Regions from separate parts of the Mus musculus genome. Here region 2 is linked to region 1. A link is a contact called in public HiChIP or PLAC-seq data. All regions are on one chromosome and are shown on one strand. Each heading gives the region's core, a stretch centred on a gene start, on an enhancer-like site or on the middle of the called end of the contact. The rest is flanking DNA. Distances are from core to core; before and after follow the strand shown.

Evidence for each region. HiChIP or PLAC-seq counts read pairs in DNA pulled down with a chosen protein or histone mark.
Region 2: a contact with region 1 is called in an H3K27ac HiChIP or PLAC-seq map of embryonic stem cells, with 6 times the contacts expected there. The contact joins two enhancer-like sites. A contact is called at or near these places in 3 of 115 datasets of contacts at active chromatin or transcription factors (astrocytes and embryonic stem cells) and 1 of 9 other capture datasets (embryonic stem cells).

What each region holds. Positions count from the first base shown.
Region 1 is chr2:143,115,099-143,120,393 of GRCm38.p6, forward strand. No RefSeq gene overlaps it. Among named protein-coding and RNA genes, the nearest start is that of Otor, 39 kb to the left of the region's middle. Within about 2 kb of position 2,448, at least 3 of the 459 cell types and tissues checked have an H3K27ac peak or open chromatin away from gene starts, as enhancers often do. A contact at or near this core is called in embryonic stem cells, where this site is marked.
Region 2 is chr2:143,888,054-143,893,348 of GRCm38.p6, forward strand. It overlaps a transcript of Bfsp1 not described here. Among named protein-coding and RNA genes, the nearest start is that of Dstn, 25 kb to the right of the region's middle. Within about 2 kb of position 2,043, at least 66 of the 459 cell types and tissues checked have an H3K27ac peak or open chromatin away from gene starts, as enhancers often do. A contact at or near this core is called in embryonic stem cells, where this site is marked.

The DNA.
Region 1 (5,295 bases), core at 1,198-3,697:
GGAGTGGTACTGCAGTAGAGTCATAGCAGTGCCACTTCTCTTTGATCCTGGCCACCTTCCATGACACTTGCTCTAGCCTGCACCATCCCTTTATTCTTGTCGCCTCTTCCTCCAACCCCTCATCCCTCCCTTTTGAGAAGAAACACCATTTCTCCCATCCCTTCTGCAGTACAGAGGCCCCCAAACCATCTCTCATGGTGCACACCAAGTTTTTTCTTTAAGTTAAAATGCCGTGATCTCTCTGTGTGTTCATTAATCTTCACTGTGATTAAGGGTGTGGAAGCAGCCAGCACCTGACTGTGGTGTGTATAGGAGGGGTCTCTGGCAGGAGATTATGATCAGCTACAGTGACCCCGATAGCATTTCCGTGACTGAATGCAGGCAGCTTCAAAAGCACACACACACACACACACACACACACACACACACAGAGAGAGAGAGAGAGAGAGAGAGACCAGGAGAGACATATGCACACACTCTCTTTCTCTGGCCCCTACACCAACCACCGTGAGACTCTGCTAACAGGAAGACCACCACTGATAGCCCTAGGACTGAGAGCTAAAATCAATGTATGAGTCAGTGGTATTGTGCTAGTATGCAAAAAGGAAAAGAAAAAGAAATGTGTACAAAGAGCTTTTAGCCCAACAAATAATGACTAGCTTTCCCCCATCTCCTCCTCCATAGGTTATATGTGGTGCAGTACAGGATAGTCTCAAACTCACTACGTAGGCCAGAGTGGCATTGAACTAACATTCATCCAGTCTTAGCCTCCTGATGCTGCTATCACCACTAAACTCAGGAAAAAACAGATTTTCCTTTATATATTTGGAATTGCAGTTTCTCTTAAATTTGGCTTCCTGACTATCAAAGTCAAGAATTTTTACAGGACTGATGTGTTCAGGGGGTGATGACAGAGGGCACAGAGACAACCAAAAGCTCTAGAGATCGCCCGAATGCTTCTCAGCTCTGATGGCCAACAGGCTTTTATTTCTCTAGGTGCTGGCAGGATTTATGTCAACTTGCCACAAGCTGAGAGGAGTGACCCTCAACTGAGAAAGTGCTTTTATAAGGCTGGGCTGTAGGCAAGCCATTAGGGCGTTTACTTAATTCATGACTGATGTGGGAGGGTCAGGTCCATTATGGGTGGGGCTACCCCTGAGCTAGTGGTCCTGGGTTCTATAAGATGGCAGACTGAGCAAACCTCAGGGAGAGAACAAGAGCCCCTAAAAAGCACTCTTCCATGGCCTCTGAATTAACTCCTGCCTCTAAGATTCTTCCCTGTTTGGGCTCCTGCCCTGACTTCTATCAGTGATGGACTATGATGTGTGTGAGCCAAAGAACACTTTCCTTTCACAACTTGCTTTTGGTTATGGTGTTTCATCACCACAATGGGAACACCAACTAAGACACTCAAGGACATTCTAGGACAGTGGGTCTCAACCTTCCTAACATTATGACTCTTTAATACAGTTCCTCATGTTGTAGTGACCCCTAATCATAAAGTTTTTTTTTGTTGCTACTTCATAACTGTAATTTTGCTATGAATCATGATCTAAATACTTTTTGGAGATAGAAGTTTGCCAAAGGGGTCTTGGCCCACAGGCTGAGAACCACTGCTCTAGGAGACTGTGGCTAGATCATGTTTAGATACATATCTGATTGTTTAAGAAGCTGCTCTATTTTTTCCGAAGCTATGCTTTTAAAAAACATATTTATCAGTATGTGTGTGAGGGTGTGGGGTCTAGTTTTTCCAAGGTCTAGACATTGAGTAATGCAAAGTGTTACTGCGAGAAACTGAAGAGCTAAAGCAGAGGAGACAGGCACTGTTTTATGGATCAGAGAATCAATAATGTTAACTTGATAATTCTCCCCCAAACTGGTTTACAGTCAAAAGCCCAGAATTTTTTTTTATTATAAAATAAGTTACTAAACTGCTTCTAGAATCATATGTGGGAGGCTAGCATGGATAAATGGATAAATGGATAAATGCTGTTTCTGCCTAGCCAATTGATCTTAGACTCCTGCAGGTTTTCTTCTGAACTCCACATACACAATACACACACATACACACACACACACACACACACACACACACACACACACATACACACACACACACCACTACACACACCATATCACACACAGACCACACCACATACACATCACACCACACCACACTACACATACATCACACTACACATGCATACGCAAGCGCGCACACACACACACACACACACACACACACAAATTAAATGTAATTTTTAAAGTATGTAAAATTATATGGGAAGACAAAAGCCTTCGTATAGTAAAAGCATTTGGGGAAGAACGAAGAGAGGGATAACACCATTTAACTACCAATGACCGCTCCTCCTGCACACGTGTGGTCTGAGTGCAGTAGGCCTTGACTCTCCAGGTGATTCTCCATTGGAAACCATTGGATTTGTAAGAAACACATTTCACCAAAACTCTAGGGGGCACCACAGGCTGGTGGCTGACTAAAGAATTATACTTGCATATAAATAGACAACCAGGCAGGCTTTCTGAAACCATTTTCCCCCTTCCACAAAATCAGATGCCCCAGGTGAAAACAAGAGCATAAATGACTTAAGAGTGATGGATTTGACAGCTGGTAGTATTGTTTTCTTGCAAAACAATACTCCCACGAGCCTGAAGCAAGGCTGAGCCAGAACCTGACCTTGCTGCCACTAAGGAAATTATCTAGGGTGGAGCCTTCCTCCCTAGATCACTCTATTGTTCAGCCATTGTCGCTGTTCCTCTTCAAGATACTGCTACCTGCTGAGAGGCGCCCCCCCCCCCCCACCATCTATTCCAGAGACTTCGCCCTATCCTGCACATCATCACCTGCAGCTGGTTCCAGGCTCCAAGGATGATTGGCAGGAATGGGCCTTCCTCTTCCTTTATAAAGCGTGTCCGCCATTAAACATTTGAACCTTGAGCAGACTAGTTGTCTTGGTTCCATTATTTCTCAACCCGCCTAGGCTCCCTCTTTTCTTTCAGTTCCAAGATGCCTTCCAGGCTCGAACCCAGACATGAGAGCCGCAGGCCGGCCCCAACATATGAGGATTGGAAACATTCATGGTTTCTGAGTCTGTATTGACTCTCCCTCTTAGAAGGAATATGCATCTTTTGAAAAGTTGAAAACAATCTGGGTGGTTTCCAGAACGTCAGACTTGCCAGGAGCCTTTAAACTCTTCTGAGAGCGCTCCCACATCCCGCACACTCTCTGTTTTAGTCACCGTGCATTACCTCCAATCCAAGCTTAACGCTCCAATCCCAGCGTTCAGTTCCCCAGGCAGGGAAAGTGACTCCCACTCTGTCATTGGAAAAAGAGCCTCCCTCCTGGAGACCTGCAACATCAGTCCCTGCCACTTTGGAAGGGAACTTGATATGCTCACACACACACACACACACACACCTCCCCCACACTCCGCCCAGGTCATCATAGCCAGACCAACTGATACATTTTGTGTCCCAGGGCCCCACCTTTGGTTGAATGGTTACTGGCAGTGCTTGCGTGTGGAGAAAGGGCTTATAATTGCATATTAAATGAACTGGAAGTGAGTTTGGGAGAAAGGTCATTTTTATCATTTTCTTGCCTTTGTTCCAAGTACTGTCTGGGGCAGAGCATGCATGGCATACAGTTGCTGATGGAGGTGAATGCGTCTGTGCACGTGTTCAGGAATGGTTCACGTTATTGAGTCATTATGTGATACTGTGAATAGATTATCTACGAACTCTTGTCTCTGAGTTGATTCCTCTCTCTGCTTTGCCACCGCCTCCTTCTCCTCTCATTTTTTCCTTTGATGCTTTTTCCTTTGCATTCCTCCTCCACTTCCTTTGTCTCCTCCTCCTCTTCCTCTCTCTCACTCACCCTCTCTCTCTCCCCTCCCTCCTTCCTTCTCTCCCTTCCCTTCCTCCCTCTCCCCTTCCACTATGTTGTCTAAACTAGGCTTGAACTCAAGATTCTCCTCTCTGCCTCCGAATGCTGGCATTACAGTCCTGCATCACCACACCCCACCCTGGGCTCTCCCTAACTCTTAAATGTAAAGGAATAGCTTTAACTTTCCAACCTATTCCTTCCCCTTTCCTCCCCTCCCTTCTTCCCTCTTTTCCTTCCTTTTCTTTTCCTCCTCTGTCTTTCTTATATATATGGATGTTTATAAATACATGCAATGAGAAGACTAAAGTAATGTTGAACATATTGAAGATTTGGCAAGTACTTCAATGTGACCTGCACATATTGCCTCTTATTGGCCACAAAGCCACACACACACAGTCTGTTACTTTGATTTATCAACCTACAATCATAACCAAACAAGAAATTTCCTTCAGTAGTTTAGTGATGACAAAGAAATAATTTGCTTCTATATACATGTATGAATCCTTTGTGTATGTGTGTATGTATGAGTGTGTATACCTGTATGTGTATGAGCAGACATCTATGTGCACTCCTTTGGGGGACAGAAGTCTATGTCAGAAATCTTTCTCAATCTCTCTACCTTATTTTTTGATTTTTTTTGAGGCAGGATATCTCATTGAATATGGGGCTTGCTGGTTCAATTAAACTGGGTGTCAGGCCCCAGAGATGCTCCTGCCTCTACCTCTCCAGTGCTGGGCTTCTAGATACTCACTGTTGGGCCCAGCTTGTATGTGGTGGCAGGGACTGAATCCAGGTTCTCATGTTTGTGTGGCAAGCACTTTATTAGCTAAGCCACTTCCTCAACCCACTGACTCCTCTTTACTCTGTCCAGAAGTCCCAGTGGCTGTGACAGGGCAAGGTGCCCTCAGTGAATTACTTCTGTCCTAGAAAAATACACCAAATGTGACACCTTTCTTTTAAAAATTTAATTTTCTTTCGTAATTTTATATATACATACAACATATTTCAATCATATTAGCCCCACTCCTCTTTCTCCCCTCATATGCACCTCATACTTTCCAACCCTCTTCTAACTTTATATTCTCTTTGCTTTTTAAAAATATAACTCACTGAGCCCAATTTATGCTTCCCAAATATTCATGGGTGTGGAGCTATCTTCTGGACTGTGCTCAACCTACCAGGAGCCACGTTTCATCCTTAATGAGAACGGACTGTCCCTCCCCCAGAAGCTATCAACTGTCAATAGCCCCTGAATTGGGGTCATGAGCCCCTTTCTCCTCCATGGTAGAACCTTGTGGTTACCTATGGCTTAGTCTTGGGTAGGTCTTTTGCAGATAACCACAGTGGTTATGAGCTCCAGGGGGCAACAGTCCTAAAGATTTTTTTTCTTTTTT
Region 2 (5,295 bases), core at 793-3,292, 770 kb after region 1:
TTGCTAGTGTATGCAATGGTGTCAGCGTTTGGAAGCTGATTATGGGGTGGATCCCTGGATATGGCAGTCTCTAGATGGTCCATCCTTTCGTCTCAGCTCCAAACTTTGTAGTATATGCTTATGTGTGTGTAGTTGAGTGTATCTACTCGAGTGTGCCAAGGCCAGGAAGGGTCTTCCTGCATCATTCCCTGCTGTACTCCTTTGAGACCAGGTCTGTAGCTAAACCTGGAGCTTGCATTTTTTTTCCAGCTAAGTTGGTAGCCAACCAACCTCAAGGACCCTCCTCCCTCAGGTCTCCTTGGAGCTAGGGTTGCAGGTGTTCATGGGATCACTCACAGGAGGTTCCAAACTCTGGTCCTCGCAATTACATAGCAAAATGTTCTAACCACTGAGCCATCTCTCCAGCCTCGGAGAAGACTTCTTTAACCAAGCTTTAGAATAAAACTGCAAAGACTACAGAGGAAGAAGAAAGACGGTAAAGCAGAGACAAAAACTCTCCTGCACACGTTTAAGAGAATATCGGATCTATGATAGCAGGAAGAAGTGAGAGGCAGGGTGACGCAAAGAAATGCCACAGATAAATAGACGGCAAGAAACGAGATAGAATTCAGAAATACTAACACTTACAGTTACAGAAGTATTTACTGGAGGCCATAAAGGATGGATACCATGGCTTTGCTGAGGACCATGAAGGGAATGCTCTTTCCTTGTGGTCTAAAGAATGGAAACTACTGGCCAGGTGTGGTGGCGCACGCCTTTAATCCCAGCACTCCGGAAGCAGAGGCAGGCATATTTCTGAGTTTGAGGCCAACCTGCTCTACAAAGTGAGTTCCAGGACAGCCAGGGCTATACAGAGAAACCCTGTCTCGAAAAACCAAAAAAAAAAAAAAAAAAAGAATGGAAACTACCTCTGGCCCAGGGGAGGGGCATGGCATTCTGATCTCTTCTCCAGATTAGATAGAACATTCTTAACTGTTTCCTTCTCCTTGAATGTTAATCCAGCTAGGTTTCTTGATCACCAGGCCAAGAGATTACCAGGTAGGAAGGCTGATGCCCTGGCTCCTGACGCTGTGTTGAGGAGAGAGGGGAGGAATAATTATCCCCTTATGAGATTAAGTCCCCACAGACAGCTACAGAGCCGCCAGAGTGAACATTGCTGAGCATAACTGACTCAGATAGGCACGACCTTTCTTTTTCTTATTCCTATCTCTTCGTCCAAACTTGGGCACACTTTGTGCCCAGAGCTTCTCATTCCTTCTCTGACGCTGCTCACTGTACACTGGTGCCACGCGGCTGCTTATGAACTACATGCCTTTCTCTTCCCTTTTCTGTCCTTCCTCCTGTCAGCGGCTGCCCACGTTTATAGCGTGCCTACCCTGTAGGGTTCTCTCTCTCTCTCTTTCCCTCTCCCTCTCAAATTCTAATTGCTTCATGCTTCATTTCAATTTTGTTTATATATTATTTCATTAACAAAACTAGCTTCCTAAAAAAGGAACCCCCAGCTTCCCCGGTAACATGTCATCCCATGTGGGGCTCCCCCCACCCCTTCCCACCACTGACTAAATATGTAACAACCGACAGAAGCTGACGAACATAAACTCAGTGCCCACAAACAAACTTACAGAAACTCTTAAGAAAGCAGCCTGGACTCTGGACAGATAGGAAAACCAACCGCAAAGATAAATACAGCCTTATTGCCACCCATGAGACGCAAGAAAATTGATATCCAGGCAAGGAAAATGTGACCACACCGCATACAAAGAAGACAGTGGCTGGCAGGAAAGGTATTATCTTCAGGGGGCAACTTTTGCTTAGAGCTAGGAAACTCTTATAGAAACTCGGGCTCCGAGGGGCTGGAAGGATGACTTAGCAATTAGAACATGCTCTGCCCTCCCAGAGGAGGTTCTTAGCACCCATGTTCAAGGCTCATAACTGCCTGTTACTCCAGCTCCAGGGGATCTGCCGACCTCTTCCGGACTCCATGGGCACCTCATGCACATGCGCATATCCACACATACGCACGTGGTTAAAAGTGAAAATTAAAACAATCAATCAATCAAACAAACATAAAACCCAGGCTGGCTGCTGCCTGGGAAATCAACTGCTGAAGAGAGAAACAGAAGGTAGTCTGCACGCAGTCCATTCCTGTCTAACCAGTTTGAACCCCAGCAGGGCACCACACACAAACCATTCCGGTCTAACCTGTTTGAAATCCTGAGGCACAAAGAGCTGTTCTCGGTAAAGTACGGTTAGAAAGTGAAGTCTGGAGACCTGAAGACTGTCCTACAAGGGAGAGAACTATTGGCTAGTTTTGTACTCTGTTTTATCTTTATTTCTTTATTCCTCGGTACCTTTTCTTTCTTTCTTTCTTTCTTTCTTTCTTTCTTTTTTTTTTTTTTTTTGTCTTCACATCTGTGTGCTGACTTACTTCATCTTCGTCTTTTCTCGCTAGCTTGTGCTTTACGGTCATTCTGCTGTGCTCCTTCCCCAGTGACCCACGTGCTTTCCCTTTCTTGGTCTCATTTCTTTCCCGACTCCTCCTTTCCTAGCGTTGCTAACCAATTGCTAATCAAAGTATTCTGACTTTTTTTTTTTTTTCGAGACAGGGTTTCTCTGTGTAGCCCTGGCTGTCCTGGAACTCGCTCTGTAGACCAGGCTGGCCTTGAACTAAGAAATCCGCCTGCCTCTGCCTCCCAAATGCTGGGATTAAAGGCGTGCGCCACCACAGCCCAGTGTATCCTCACTTTCTGCTTCCTAACTTTATCAATGACTTTTCTTACTGTGGTAAGAAAACGCGTGTCAGAACAAGGGTGGGAGGAGTTTCTTTGGCTCACAGTTTGAGGGTGCAGTCCACTGCAGCAGGGACGTTGGCTTATCCAGTGGTTGAGGGAGCTAGTCACATTTCACCCACAGTTAGAAAGCAGAGAGGAATGCATGTTGGTGGTCAGCTAACTTCCTTCTGTTACACAATGGAGGACACCTAACCAGGAATGGTATGGCACCATCCATGCTTAGAAAATCCTAATTTGAAAAGTCTTTCACCCACGTGCCAAGAGGTTTGTATCTCTGGTCATTGTAAACCCTATTAAGTTGGTAATTAAGATCAGTCACCACATTAGCCCTACTGGAAATGTAACTGAAGTGCCCCCCTTTTTGCCTCTAACCTTTTTTCCGATGTGTCTCAGCACTGCGTTTGATCTAATCAGTATTCCTATTACTGCTGTTTAGTTTCAGACCTAGGACAAGGGACCTAGGTACATACTTTACATACCAGAGCAATCCTGGCCTCCGGGTTCTCCCAGCATCCCTCAGTCCCTACCTGGAAAACCCTGCCCTCAATCCTGAAACCTCCAGCCCAGAGGCTGGGCTGCCCTTCCCACAGATGCTCTTCCCTGTATAATCCAGACATTTTCTCCTCTCTCTGCACGAGCACTTTCTCTTCCTTTTTCCCCCTCCCCTCTGTCTGGTCTCTTTCCTCTTAGGGCCTGTGACCTGGCCCACCCAAGAGCAGTTTCTCAATAAACCTGCATTTATGTATATTTTAATCTGCCTTGGATTGGCTCATTTTATCAGCAAAGAAAATAAGTTATCACTACCTGTACGTCCCTTCTAACTCGTAGTGAGGATCCTGCAGTCAAAGTGACAACCACTAAGAAGATCTATATATAAATTAAAACTAACAAAAAGAATGAGAAAAAAAAAACCACACACTCATCCCAACTGATGTGCAAATTACAACACAGAAACACAAACCACAAAAAACCCAGCGCGATGCCTCCCACAGCCCCCAGAAGGCCTCCCTAGCTGAAGCCAAAGACACTGGAATACAGGGAAGCCAATCCAAAACACTAAAACTCAGCAACATCAGAGAGGATTCAAACAAGTAGACAAATGAGAGAAAGCAATTCAAGACCTAGGTTTTATTATTCTTTAGATTTATTTTATTTTGTGTGCATGAATGTTTTTGCTTACATATGTGCGTGCGTGCGTGCGTGCGTGCGTGTGTGTGTATGCCTAGTGCCCTTCCATGTGGGTGTTGGGTGTCAAACCTGTGTGTGTGTGTGTGTGTGTGTGTGTGTGTGTGTGTGTGTGTGTGTGCCTGGTGCCCTTCCATGTGGGTGCTGGGTGTCAAACCTCTCTGTGTGTGTGTGTGTGTGTGTGTGTGTGTGCCTGGTGCCCTTCCATGTGGGTGCTGGGTGTCAAACCTGTGTGTGTGTGTGTGGGTGTGTGTGTGTGTGTGTGTGTGCCTGGTGCCCTTCCATGTGGGTGTTGGGTGTCAAACCTGTGTGTGTGTGTGTGTGTGTGTGTGTGTGTGTGTGCCTGGTGCCCTTCCATGTGGGTGTTGGGTGTCAAACCTGTGTGTGTGTGTGTGTGTGTGTGTGTGTGTGTGTGTGTGTGTGCCTGGTGCCCTTCCATGTGGGTGCTGGGTGTCAAACCTGTGTGTGTGTGTGGGTGTGTGTGTGTGTGTGTGTTTGTGCCTGGTGCCTTTCCATGTGGGTGCTGGGTGTCAAACCTGGGTCCTTTGTAAGAACAAGTGCTCTTAACCACTAAGCTACCTCGCTAGCCCAAGACCTAGATGTTAAAAGTCAGCAGCATGGGAAGAGACTCAACTGCGTGAAGGAGAAAGTCAGCAGGAAACTGAGATTCTGAAAAGGAACCAAACTGAAATTAGAGGGATGAAAGAATCAACCAATCAGGGGCTGGCAAGATGGCTCAGTGGTTAAGAGCACTGACTGCTCTTCCGAAGGTCTTGAGTTCAAATCCCAGCAACCACATGGTGGCTCACAACCATCCCTAATGAGATCGACGCCCTCTTCTGGTGTATCTGAGGACAGCAACAGTGTACTTCCATATAATAAATAAACAAATTTAAAAAAAAGAATCAACCAATCAAATAAAGCAGTGGAAAGTAGCCTCTGCACACAACACTAGGCAGAAGAAAGCTGCGGCTGAGGAACTGTCACACTCAGGGCTGAAGAGATAGCTCATCAGTTAAGGGCACTGCTCCAGAGGACCGGGGTTCAATTCCCAGCACCTTCCGGTGGCTCATGGCTGTCTGTGATTTCAGTTCCAGGGAATCCAACACTCTTACACAGACATGAATACAGACAAAACACCAATGCACATAAAATAAATTTTAAGAATTAAAAACAACAACAAAAACACCCACAAGGTCTTAATCATCTATTGCTTACAGACAACATATCTCCCTGGCAAAGACACAACTAGAAAGGTAAAGTATGGAATACAATGTACCAAGAAAACTGAAGCAGGAAACAGGCAGAAACAGCCACT